Linked DNA regions of Sus scrofa: region 2 is linked to region 1. The links are chromatin contacts, called in public targeted proximity ligation maps. All regions are on one chromosome and are shown on one strand. The core of a region is the stretch at or near the end of the contact, and the rest is flanking DNA. Distances in the headings are between cores, read along the strand shown. Region 1 has its middle 26 kb from the start of NSMAF. Region 2 overlaps NSMAF (protein FAN).

The links.
Region 2: a contact with region 1 is called in a targeted proximity ligation map of alveolar macrophages. A contact is called at or near these places in 9 of 47 Hi-C or Micro-C datasets (blood, embryonic fibroblasts, heart right ventricle and 3 more) and 1 of 2 datasets of targeted methods (alveolar macrophages).

Annotation. Positions count from the first base shown.
Region 1 is chr4:74,202,772-74,208,465 of Sscrofa11.1, forward strand. No RefSeq gene overlaps it. Among named protein-coding and RNA genes, the nearest start is that of NSMAF, 26 kb to the right of the region's middle.
Region 2 is chr4:74,282,438-74,288,131 of Sscrofa11.1, forward strand. NSMAF (protein FAN) reads left to right here. Exons shown (of 31, transcript XM_021089346.1): 17 at 395-446; 18 at 549-669; 19 at 1,018-1,149; 20 at 2,166-2,208; 21 at 2,510-2,673; 22 at 4,014-4,122; 23 at 4,819-4,877. Among named protein-coding and RNA genes, the nearest start is that of SDCBP, 43 kb to the right of the region's middle.

The sequences.
Region 1 (5,694 bases), core at 2,035-4,534:
CGGGTTTAATCCCTGGCCTTGATCAGTGGGTCGGGGATCCAGTGCTGCTGTGAGCTGTGGTGTAGTTTGTGGACAGGGCTCAGATCCAGTGTTGCTGTGGCTGTGGTGTAGGCCGGCGCAGTACCTCTGATTCGATCCCTAGCCTGGGATATGCTGCAGGTGCAGCCCTAAAAAGCAAAAAAAAAGGAACTCCCATTCAATGCTAATGGGAATGCAGAATGGTACAGCCACACAGGAATACATTTTGCCTGTTTCTTACAAAAGTAACTGTGATCCTACCCTGTGATCCAGCAGTGTGCTCGCTGATGTTTACTCAATGAAATCTCATTAGGCAAAAGAGCAATCATGACCACAAGTCACCGAGCTCTTTCTTCTAACGATTCATCACCAAGTAACAAAAAGTCTTGAAAGAAGCAAATAATTAGTTATATTGTCCCACTCTAAGAGACCCATTTTTCAGAAACAGGCTCACAGACTTCGAAAAGCTTATGGTTACCACATCAAAGGGGACAGGTGAGGGAGAGGAGGGAGAGGTGGACTGGAGGTTTGGGATGGGGGTGTTCTAAAATTAGGTTGTGATAATGGTTTTACAACTATAAATATAATAAAATCCTCTGAATTATTTAAAAAAGAAAAAAAAAGAACTTCCCATGTGTCTAACAACATAAAAAAGAAGGGAGACCTATTCTTTAAAATGACATTAATGTGAACAAAGACATAACACAAAACCAAAGCACTTTCTCCTTCATTCCAGACCAAAATTTAGCCAAATTCATTAACAATAGAAATATGAAATTCATTCTGCAGAATATGTTTTATAGTTCTAGGAGAAAGAATAGCCATTTGCTAGAGTGGTTACAAGCTCCCTACCCCAAACTCTCCTGTCCTTTTCCTGACAGTCACCAGTTGTGTAATTAGTCTTAATTTGTAAGCAGAGCATCACTGCGTTGCAGTCTACTGCAAACATAACTTCTACTATTTTGCTTTGGTGAGCAGGTCTTAGCAATCACCATGAGATGGAATAGATGCTGATACTAGAGATGGATGTGTCATAATAGCTTTAAACCACCAGAAGGAGCTCTAAAGCAGGCTACTGAGAAATATTAGACCTGCTGGCAGAGAGAAGGAATAATGTATTGCCTACAAATGGAGAGTTTAAGCCCCATTAAAACTTAATAAAGAATTACAGAGTGGCTGAGGGAATTATAACACTAAAAAGTCTCCAGAAGACAAAATACAGGTGCCTACAGGCGTTAGGTTAGCACTGTATTTGGGTGTTTTTTTCAGAGAAAAAATACACAAGAAATACTGATTCAATTAGCCAAATAAGCCATGAGATTGTAAATGAGAGTAAATTTACACAGAGTCTTCTCAACTCTTCCATCTGCCAAAATATTCCTTTCAATGGAGTCAGCCTTTTGCATGAACTTTGGAAGACCATTTGAAAGATGCTGAAAATTTCCTTTACTCAGAAACCTCTCTTATGATTAACTCCTGGTACCTGAAATTCAGAAGGCTTACATCCCACCTTAAGAGCTTTAATTAAGTTGTAACGTTCTTCATGTCATTGAGTAAAGGCTTTACTGTTACTTGAAGGGCTGATAGTGGGTTTTGGCCATCGTTAGCTTAAACAGTGTAATCTTTTTCTATATATCATGATAGGAAGGCAAGGCTTTGAAGAGTAACCTGATGATGATTTTTAATTACTGGGAGAAGGCCAGGTGTCCAAAGTCCTGTCTGTAGCCAGTGGAATATTCTGTTAGGAAATCTGCCAGGAGCATGGGGAGAGAGAAGAGTATCAACCACACAGTATCAGCAAAGATGCACAGAGAAGGTAACAAACTCCCTGACTGGTTTGCTTGCTCCTGGCTATCATGAGAAAGCTCCCCACAGGTAGTTTAACCATCAGAAACTGATGCTCACGGAGTTCCCATTGTGGCTCAGCAGTAACGAACCCGACTGGTATCCATGAGGACTTGGGTTTGATCCCTGGCCTTTTTCATTGGGTTAAGGATTCAGTGTTGCCATGAGCTCTGCTGTAGGTTGCAGATGCGGCTCAGATCTAGCGTTGCCGTGGCTGTGGTGTAGGCTGGCAGCTACAGCTCCAATTTGACCCCTAGCCTGGAAATCTCCATATGCTGTGGGTGTGGCCCTAAAAAGATTTTAAAAAAAGAAAGAAATCGATGCTCACAGTTCTGGAGACCAGAAGTCCAAGACCAAGTAGTCGGCAGGTACGGTTTCTTCCAAGGCCTCCCTCCTGTGCCCCTGATGGCTGCCTTCATCCTACGTCTTCATGTGTGCATGCCTGTGTCCGAATTTCCTCTTCTTATCAGGACACACTGGGTATAGTGGGTAAAGGCCCACCCTACTGACCTCATTTTAGCTAACTCCCACGTCTCCAAATATGATCCCTTTCTGAGGTCCTGAGGGTGAGAACATCAATGTACAAATTTAAGCGGGACACAGTTCAGCCCATAACACTCCCCTCTCTCTCTAAAATTCTGCAGGGCAGAAGGGGGCGGAGGGGGTGCTAAGAGGCAGTGGAGAAGGCTTGTGTTTTGGAGTTAGGCCTATATTAAAATGCCAGCTTAGGAATTCCCTGATGGCGCAGCAGGTTGGGTTGGCATTTCACACTGTGCTGCAGGTTGGATCACTGACCCAGGAAGTTCTGCATGCTGCAGGCACGGCCAAAAAAAAAAGAAAAAAAAAAAATTGCCAGCTTATTTCCTAGCAGTGTGACCTGGAGAATTCACTTAGCTTGGAATTCTTAGCCTCCTTTGTGAAATAAAGTTAGAAATACCCTTCTTGCCAGGTGGTGGTGAAAGTGGGAGGCGATGATTAATGTGAAAACACGGGCTCAGACTTTCTCAGGTGTGGACTGACTCCTTCTGAGGCTTCCCTGCCCTGGAGGGAGGAATTCATCCTCAGCAGAGCCAACGAGGCCATGTGCCCTGGCTCCGTCCCACCAGCAGGGCCTGGCTGGGGTGCGAGGGGCCTGAGCCACAAAGAGTTTTAGATGTGAGGGATTCAAAAACTACGGTGTGTTTTACGTGTTTATTTAGTAAACTGATGCGTTAAACACTCACACATGCTGTGACTATACACACAACCTCTACTGGAGATGAGGTCAAGAGACTAAATTCGAGGCTCTGGGGAACTTGAAGTCACAGATTCCCTGAGTCTATGCTACTGCCGCTCTGGCTTCTTTCACTTCCTCCCGCCAGGCTCCCTCCTGTTCAGGCTCTTCAGTCACCACCCAGGGCAGGCCACCCCCACAACCCCCTCCCCCCAGCCCTTCCGGGTGAGCCTCCAGCGAGTGTCTCGCCCACAGATGACGTCAACCTCACAGGGCTGCATTTGTCATAAAATAACCCATTACATTGCGTTGGACTTTTGTCCTCTGCCTCTCCTTCGAGAATATAGGCTCCCCTCGAACAGGAACCTGTTCTCTCTCTCTCTCCACCGTCTGTCCGCAGAGTCAGGTGGAGGGCACCCGGTGAGCTAGCGCACAAACCATCCCTGAGCCCATCAGCAGGTGAATTTAATGTGAATGGAGCTAGCTATTCAGGACCCATCCTCCAGAAACAGGCTTTGATCCCCTCATCCTCAAGGGTCAACGTGTAGCTACTTCCATTTTCTCCAAAACAATCCCTGCAAAACCCCAGAGTTTGCAGTATCCTTATACTCATGCATCCACACAGATCATTGAAGGACAGGTAGTTGTGATGAGTGGGTCGAGGGCTTAAACATCACCAACAGTGCAGATGGTACGACTTTTTATTCACTGATGATAAAGGCTGGAAATTATTTCATTCAAAGAATACCATCTTCTAGCATCTGTTGGCTGATGAAATCTGTGGATCAAAACAAAACAAAACAAAAAAAGCCATTTTCCTGAAGCTGTACCATTTCGATGGTTCATTTTCACAGTGGTAAGCTGGCACAGCAGAAAGATGTATACGTCTTTGTTCATTTTTCCTAGGAAATATCTATTTATGGGTAAAGAAACACAGACCAAGATACTGGAGCCGCCAAAAGAGCATTCCACTCTGGTTCCCAGAACCCGGTGTCCTGTCTGTATGTGGAATGTCTCCCCCACAGTCATTTTTACCCAAATAGCTCACACAGTTGAACTGGGAGTCCCAGGGGGTCCAGAAAATTGTTTACCTTTATTCTGACCATTAGTGTGCTAATGAGTATCCATCACCCCCCCCCATACTGGAAGCAAATTGCTGCTAATTACATAATGATCATCTATGTAAGTATAACTACTAAAATTTAAAACCAGGAGACTGGGGCATTACCAACATAAGAAGAATAGGAAGTCTGGCTCCTGTGGCCCATGTGAGCTAGAATTATATGCAGTTGGCCTAAGGAAAGAGGAAAAGGGAAAGATTCAAGACCTGGGCAATTTATTCATTCAACAAATGTGAGCTCCAGGGAGTTCCTGCTGAGGTGCAGTGGGTTAAGGATCCAGTGTTGCCGCAGCTCTGACATAGGTCAGAATTGCTGCTCAGATTGGATCCCTGACCAGGGAACTTCTATATGCTGCAGGTGTGTGGCCATAAAGAAAAGAGGGGGAGGGAGTTCCTCTGTGGCTCAGCGGGTTAAGGACCTAGCATTGTCACTGCAGCAGCTGGTGTCGTCGCTGTGACACAGGCTCGATCCCTGGCTGGGGAACTTCACATGCCCCATGCAAGGCTGGGGGGGGGGGCGGTCAATGCCACACCTGCTGCAAGTTGGGCTCTGTCCTGGGTGTGGCAGTGGAAGCACCCTTACCGCCCTAGAGAGATGGGCAAGAGGGCTTCTGGAGCAGTCTCAGGCTGTCTCCAAACTGCCCACAGAGCATCAGGGGCTACCTGACTCTCCTCTCCCTTCTGCTTGCATTCCAGGTAGCACTACCCAAGAGCGAGGGCTCAGGTGCCAAACTCTGCCAGCCGGTGTTTGCAGCAAAGTAAGGGTTTATGTTCAGGGCACCAAGCATGGGAGAGAAGACAGGTCTCTGATCCGCTCCAACTTGGTCTTGGAGTTGGGGGTGTTTTTAAAGGGGAAGAGCAAAACGCTAGGATTAATCACTGTCTTGAGACATTTCTCAGGATGTCGGAATGTCTGGTTTATGATTCTCTGGCCAGGTGGTCTTTGGCTGAGGGGTGCTGGAGAAACAAGGTGACTTTGTACGATAAGGGTGATGTGGACAGCGGCAATTTTAATCAGCTGATCTGGTTGATTAGTGTTCAGTTAGCACAGGATTGAAGTTAGAAGGGACGCAAAAAGAAATGAAGTTTTGGGAGGACAGAGTAATGGTAAACTCCTAAGGGAACTCGGTCTTAGGGGGCCGGTGTGGGCAGCTCTGGGTTTGCTGTGGCTTGTGCTGTTTTCCTGTCCTCAGCAGAACTGGCCCCTTTTCCCAAATGCGCATGCGCACTGTCCCTGTTGTGTATCCTATGCAGTGACGTCACCATCTGCTCCAGAGTCTTCTGTAGTGATTTTTGCCTCCTTTCTTCCCAACTTCCATTTCCCATGGGTTATCTTTTCAAATATACAATAGCTCGTTCGCTCAACTCTCTTTTCCAACCCCAAACTGTGTGCGGGCTCTCCGCAGCCAATTGCATAAACCTAAGCTCACCCTCAGGCCTGCCTCTGTGCCCCCCTCCCCCGGCTCCCCCCGGCGCCCCCCACCTCTGCTCTCATGCT
Region 2 (5,694 bases), core at 2,129-4,628, 80 kb after region 1:
GTTTGTTTGGCATCTGGCCATGCTGAGACAATGCTCATTTTGAGCTGTCTTTCTAAGCTCTGCATGTGTTTGTTTATAATCTCTTTTTGAAAAAAGCAATTAAAATAGTGCTAAGTTTTCAGTGTTTAAGCACCTGCCTTTGAGGGCCCTTGGATTAGCCCTGGGTAGGTATGGGTAGAGGCTCCCGGACTCGACGTGGGGGTGTTCCCCCACCCCCGGCCCATGTCCTGACTCTGCGCTCACTCCCTTTGTGGGCTGAGCTTTCAGTAAAAGGGTGGTTTGGGGGATTGGTTGGGAGCTCTGGGTTGAGAGAAATGATCTAGGGCCTAGAAAGGCTGCTGTTGCTGTTCCCATACCCTGGATATAAAATCACTTGAGTTCTTTTCATATTTAGTATTGCAGAAACTTGGAGAAACTGTTTGGATGGTGCAACTGATTTTAAAGAGGTAAGCCGTTCCCAAGCTGATGAGCCACCGGCTTGTCTTCTTAACTGCCTCACAAAATGTCTGTTGCTCTTTTTTTTTTTGTTCTTCCCCTGAAACTCTCAGCTGATTCCAGAATTCTACGGTGAAGACGTCAGCTTTTTGGTGAATAGCCTGAGGTTGGATTTGGGGAAGAAGCAAGGAGGGCAGCTGGTTGAAGATGTTGAGCTCCCGCCGTGGGCCCAGAGTGAGTACCACCTTCAAGTGCAGACAAAAGAATTGCTAGGCCTGAAGGTGTAACTTCACTGTTTACTTAGATCTTTTTTAAAGACAGTGTAATTCTCCTCCTGAATGAGATAAGTCTGTGAGTCTGATGTAAAAACATGAGCATGTATTTGAAAGACCTAAATGTTGTACAAACAATTTTTGCCACCCCCGCCCCTCCCCTCGCCAAAAGTGTATTTTTTATGACGAGGGGGAAACCTCAGTAGGAAAACTCCCCCTTGCCCACCCTGAGGCTTGAGATGCATATGGGGAGACAATGGAAATGGGAAGGACGGCGTGGTGACGTGGGGTGTTTGGTGCTCCCTGCCAGGTCCCGAGGACTTCCTCCAGAAGAGCAGAGACGCGCTGGAAAGCGACCACGTGTCCGAGCACCTTCACGAGTGGATCGATCTCGTGTTTGGCTACAAGCAAAAGGGGAGGGATGCTGTTGAAGCCCATAACGGTGCGTAACCGTTATTGAAGCGTCCTTTAGTGTTTGATGGAGATGAGAGAGAATCCCCCCCCCCCCCCCCCGCCCCAACCACGATGAGCTTGTTTTCTGGGCAGAAGACCTTAGCTCAGCAGCCAGGGCCTCCTGGCTCCAGGACCCCGGGTTAGATAATGAGTGAAAGAGGAGGAAGTGCTTTTGCCTAAAGATGCCTCCTTTCTGTGATCCTCGGGTCTTTTCCTGAAGAATTCTAGTTTTAGCCTGGGCTCTCCAGCCGTTCAGTGATTTCTGCTAAAACTCAGACTGGAACAGAACACGACTCCGGATCCCACGAGGGGTCTTTGTAACTGAGCGGAGAGCAGCGAGCGGCGGCCAGCTGCCCTTCAGCATCACCTCTTCAGTGTGGGTTCCTCCCCTGCCCACGCTCCTCCGTGTTGCTGGCCAGGAAGTGGCACTGACCGCTCTTGCCTCGCAGGTGCTCTGTGCTCCCTGGGGCTGAGGGCTGCTGCTCACCCGGGGTGAGCCCTATGCTGAGGTGATACCACCTTGCTGCCACTTAGTTGCTGCTCAGGGAGGGATAGAAGTTCAAGGGTTTTTTGTTTTGTTTTGTTTTGGTATTTGCCCAAGTGGGATTTTTTTTTTTTTTTCCCCTTTTTTAGGGCCACGCTTGCAGCATATGGAGGTTCCCAGGCTAGGGTTGAGTTGGAGCTACCGCTGCTGGCTTACACCACAGCCTCAGCAGTGCGGGATCCAAGCCACGTCTGTGACCTACACAGCAGCTGACAATGCTGTATCCTCAACCCACTGAGCAGAGCCAGGGATCTAACCCACATCCTCATGGATCCTAGTTGGGTTCTTTAACCCCTGAGCCATGACAGGAACTCCCCAAGTGGGATGGTATTAGGCTGATTTGCAAAGTGAAAATAGGTTTCTTTGACTAAAAGCCTAAAGTTGTTGCGTCTTTAAAATTGTGAATAGAATGTTATAACAAGACAGTACATCTTTCAAGAGTGTTTTGTATCTTTTCTCAGTGTTCCATCCCCTGACCTATGAAGGAGGTGTGGACTTGAACAGGTATTTATTTCTACGTCTATAAGGAATTTCTACTTGCATTACAAATTACCTTTTTGTCTAAATAATTCAGTTATTTGATGATATGAAGGTATGGAAATGTTACAGTGAACTATAGCTTACTTTCGCCATTCTGTAAGACACTGAGCCTCAAAAAATTACCTAATGGTCTAGACAGTCCTGACACATGGTCGCTGTTCTGAGTGCAGGTCCCCCTCTCTCCCGTTGACCTGTATTTTGAAATCCCTGCTTTCAAGGAGCTTAAACCCAGCAGTCACCACATGGCCTGTGTTTTGTCCTACAGCATCGAGGATCCTGATGAGAAGGTGGCCCTGCTGACCCAGATTTTGGAGTTTGGGCAGACACCAAAGCAGCTTTTTGTGACCCCCCATCCTCGAAGGATCACCCCAAAGTTTAAAAGCTTGCCCCAGACCTCCAGTTATAATGCCTCCACGGCAGATTCTCCAGGTAAGTTTTGTCAAGAGAACAACAACGTGAGCACCCTCGGTTTCTCTTTTCCATTCAGGTTGTTTCTGAAGATTCTAAAAAGATGAAACATTGGGCAGCTTCGAGACGATTTTGTTTCGCTGTCTTTTCTCCTGCACACCAATCTCGTTTTTAACTTTTGACCTTAAAATCAGAACACTTATATTTTGATAATTTAATGATCAAAACACTTAACATTCTGATAATTTAACGAGATGTGGCGGTATTTGTTGTTTTTATTGTTTACATCCTTCTCCCTGGTTTTCCAAGCTGGTCTTTGATTTGTAGCTGCTGATCCACCCTGGCTGTGGCCGCTCCAGCAGTCCCGCCACCCTGCTCCTTCCTTCAAGAGAAGGAAATGATATCCAGCATCCCTGCCTCTTACACCCCCACACAGACCTGGATTTGATTCTTACTCAGTCACTTGAACATCTACAGCGTATCTGTGACCCTGGTCTCATGTGTGGTATTTGGAAGGAGGAGAGAGCGCTCCGCCTCCTCCAGTTATCGTGGTTCACGTCCCACATGAGACGGTCTCAGGCCCTGGAAGGCGGACCCTGTCCAGCAGCAGTATTGCTTGCTTGCCCATTATTGCCAGTCCTCTCCATGCCCCGGCGTGGCCAGGCTACTCTAGGGCACAGCCGAGCCTCCCCACTCCCCACGGGCTGGGTCATGAGGACCGTCTTGTGATGCCTCTTAGTCACCAGGCCCGGCCACCAGGGTTATTTTAAAAGGGAAATAGTCCAGCCCTTCTTAGAAGTGAGGGCACCGCCCGGCTGGCCCTAGCCAGGGCGCCGCAGCACTTGGTTTCATCTGTCTCTCTCCCTCTCAAAACCAAACTCCAGTGTTCTTGGGGAACCGTCACAAAGATTAATGAGGGAGCAATGACCCGGCCTTGTATTTCTAGACGCTCCTAACTTAGAAGCCAAGTGAAAACTTGGCAAACCCCAATAAAAATATAAAACACTGTAGGGAGTTCCCTGGTGGTGCAGCGGGTTAAGGCCCCAGGCTTGTCACTGCCGTGGTGCAGGTGTGATCCCTGGCCCAGGAACTTCCAGTGCCACAGGTGGGCATGGCTAAAAAAGACTAGTACTCAAGGGTACTTTTTAATCTTTCTCCAAGTGATTTTTATTTTACTTAAATTATACAGTTTATTCTCATCCCTTGATGACATGGAGCTGCAGATCAAAGCAGTTCCATTTGGGGCAGGCCTTTTGCTTTCTTGGTTGTTTGCTTTTAATAGAAAATATTGGGATTCCGACACTCGTCTCTGCGGCTGGTTAGAAATTGAGCTGCCTGACTGAGTTACCATTTACATGCAGTCTCTCCAGGGGAAGAGTCTTTTGAGGACCTGACCGAGGAGAGCAGAACACTGGCCTGGAGTAACATCACCAAACTGCAGCTCCACGAGCAACACAAGATCCACAAAGAGTAAGAGTGTCGGCGTCGGCCTGGGGTCTTGGCCCGGGGTGAAGCGGCTCAGGCGGAGTCAAGAGGGATGTTCTCTTTCGAAGCTGCCTGGATCGTTTTTTGTCCCCAAACTGATGGGCTTTGGTGGGCAGGCTTGGGAGGCATGGCCTCCCCTGATCTGTCCTGTTCTAGAAAAGAAATCCCAGGCCCCTCGTCCTGTCTGCGGGCCGTGGGGGGAAGGGACGGGTCCATCCACTTCCGACCGATGGCTCCACGTCAGCACAGCCTCCTGCAGGGGAACCCGAGGTCCCACCTTACACGTCAGAACGGTGGCTCTCCTCTTCCTCGGCACGCGTGTGGAGAGGGACCTTGTCGCAACACGCGTGAACCTCTGAGAGGACGTGGCTGAGTAGCAAAGCAAGGAAGTGGCGGGGGTTCCAGTGGCTGGGCTGGCAGTCAGCTCACCGCAGGTCAGACTCATCACACGGCGGTTGGGGCCGAGAGGGGACCTTTCCAGCCGCAGGTGTTGCCAGAACAGCCCGAGGAGCTTCAGGGCGGTGACTCGGTTGTGGCTGGTGTGAGCAGGGCCAGGTCCACAGACAAGCTGGGAAAAAAAAATGATAGAAACTTGGACTTAAATGAAAGCGAGGCCTTGAAAGAGACCGAGGTCCTGGCTCATGGTTGATGGTAATTTGTACAACTTCGCTTTTCCAACAGGGCGGTTACTGGGATCGCCGTCTCTGGCAATGGGTCATCCGTCTTTACAACCTCACACGGTATGTTTTCCTACATGAAAGGTGGGTTACCTGGAATTTCTTTTTTCTTGCCTTTTTTTTCCCCACCCTCCCCACCCCCTGCCTCCCCGGCATATGGAGGTTCCCAGGCCTAGAGGTCGAATCAGAGGTGTAGCTGCCGGCCTACACCACAGCCACGGTATCAGGGGATCCGAGCTGCGTCTGCGACCTACACCACGGCTCACAATGCTGGATCCTTTGGAACCTACTGAGCGAGCTGGGGATTGAGCTGCATCCTCATGGGTAACAGTCGGGTTTATTTCCACTGAGGGTGACGGGCACGCTCTGGCATCATTTCTTAACTCCCCAGGACCGTACCTGCCTGGGCCACCTCCACGTAAAATTTGAGCAGTTTGTGGTGTGTTGCAGAAAATGTCATTGTTAATTGGCCAAAATCAAGATTGGACAATCCTTTCTGCTGCTGATGAGTTTTCGCAGAATTGAGGGGACAGCAGTGGCTTCATGGCATCACTAGTGGGGATGCAGATGTGTGGGGACATTTTTGTCACTCGGTGTATATTTCAGGGTGTTGGTTTTAGGTCTAGCGTGAAATCTAATGGGTGCCTTGTTAATGTGCTTGCTGGTTATCATGATTCCTCGGGAGCCCTGAAGCGCCTGGCTAATTAGACTTGTAACTAGATCTCAGTGACACATTAGAATTTCACTCTTTTGATCTTGAAAAAGGACTGAGCATTTAGCGGCGCCTGTTTCCCCAGCCGCTGCTGTGCTGGCAGTTTGCACAGGATGTAATGAATCAAAGCGTGTCCTTCCCCGTCCTGCGTGGGAACGGGCACTTGGA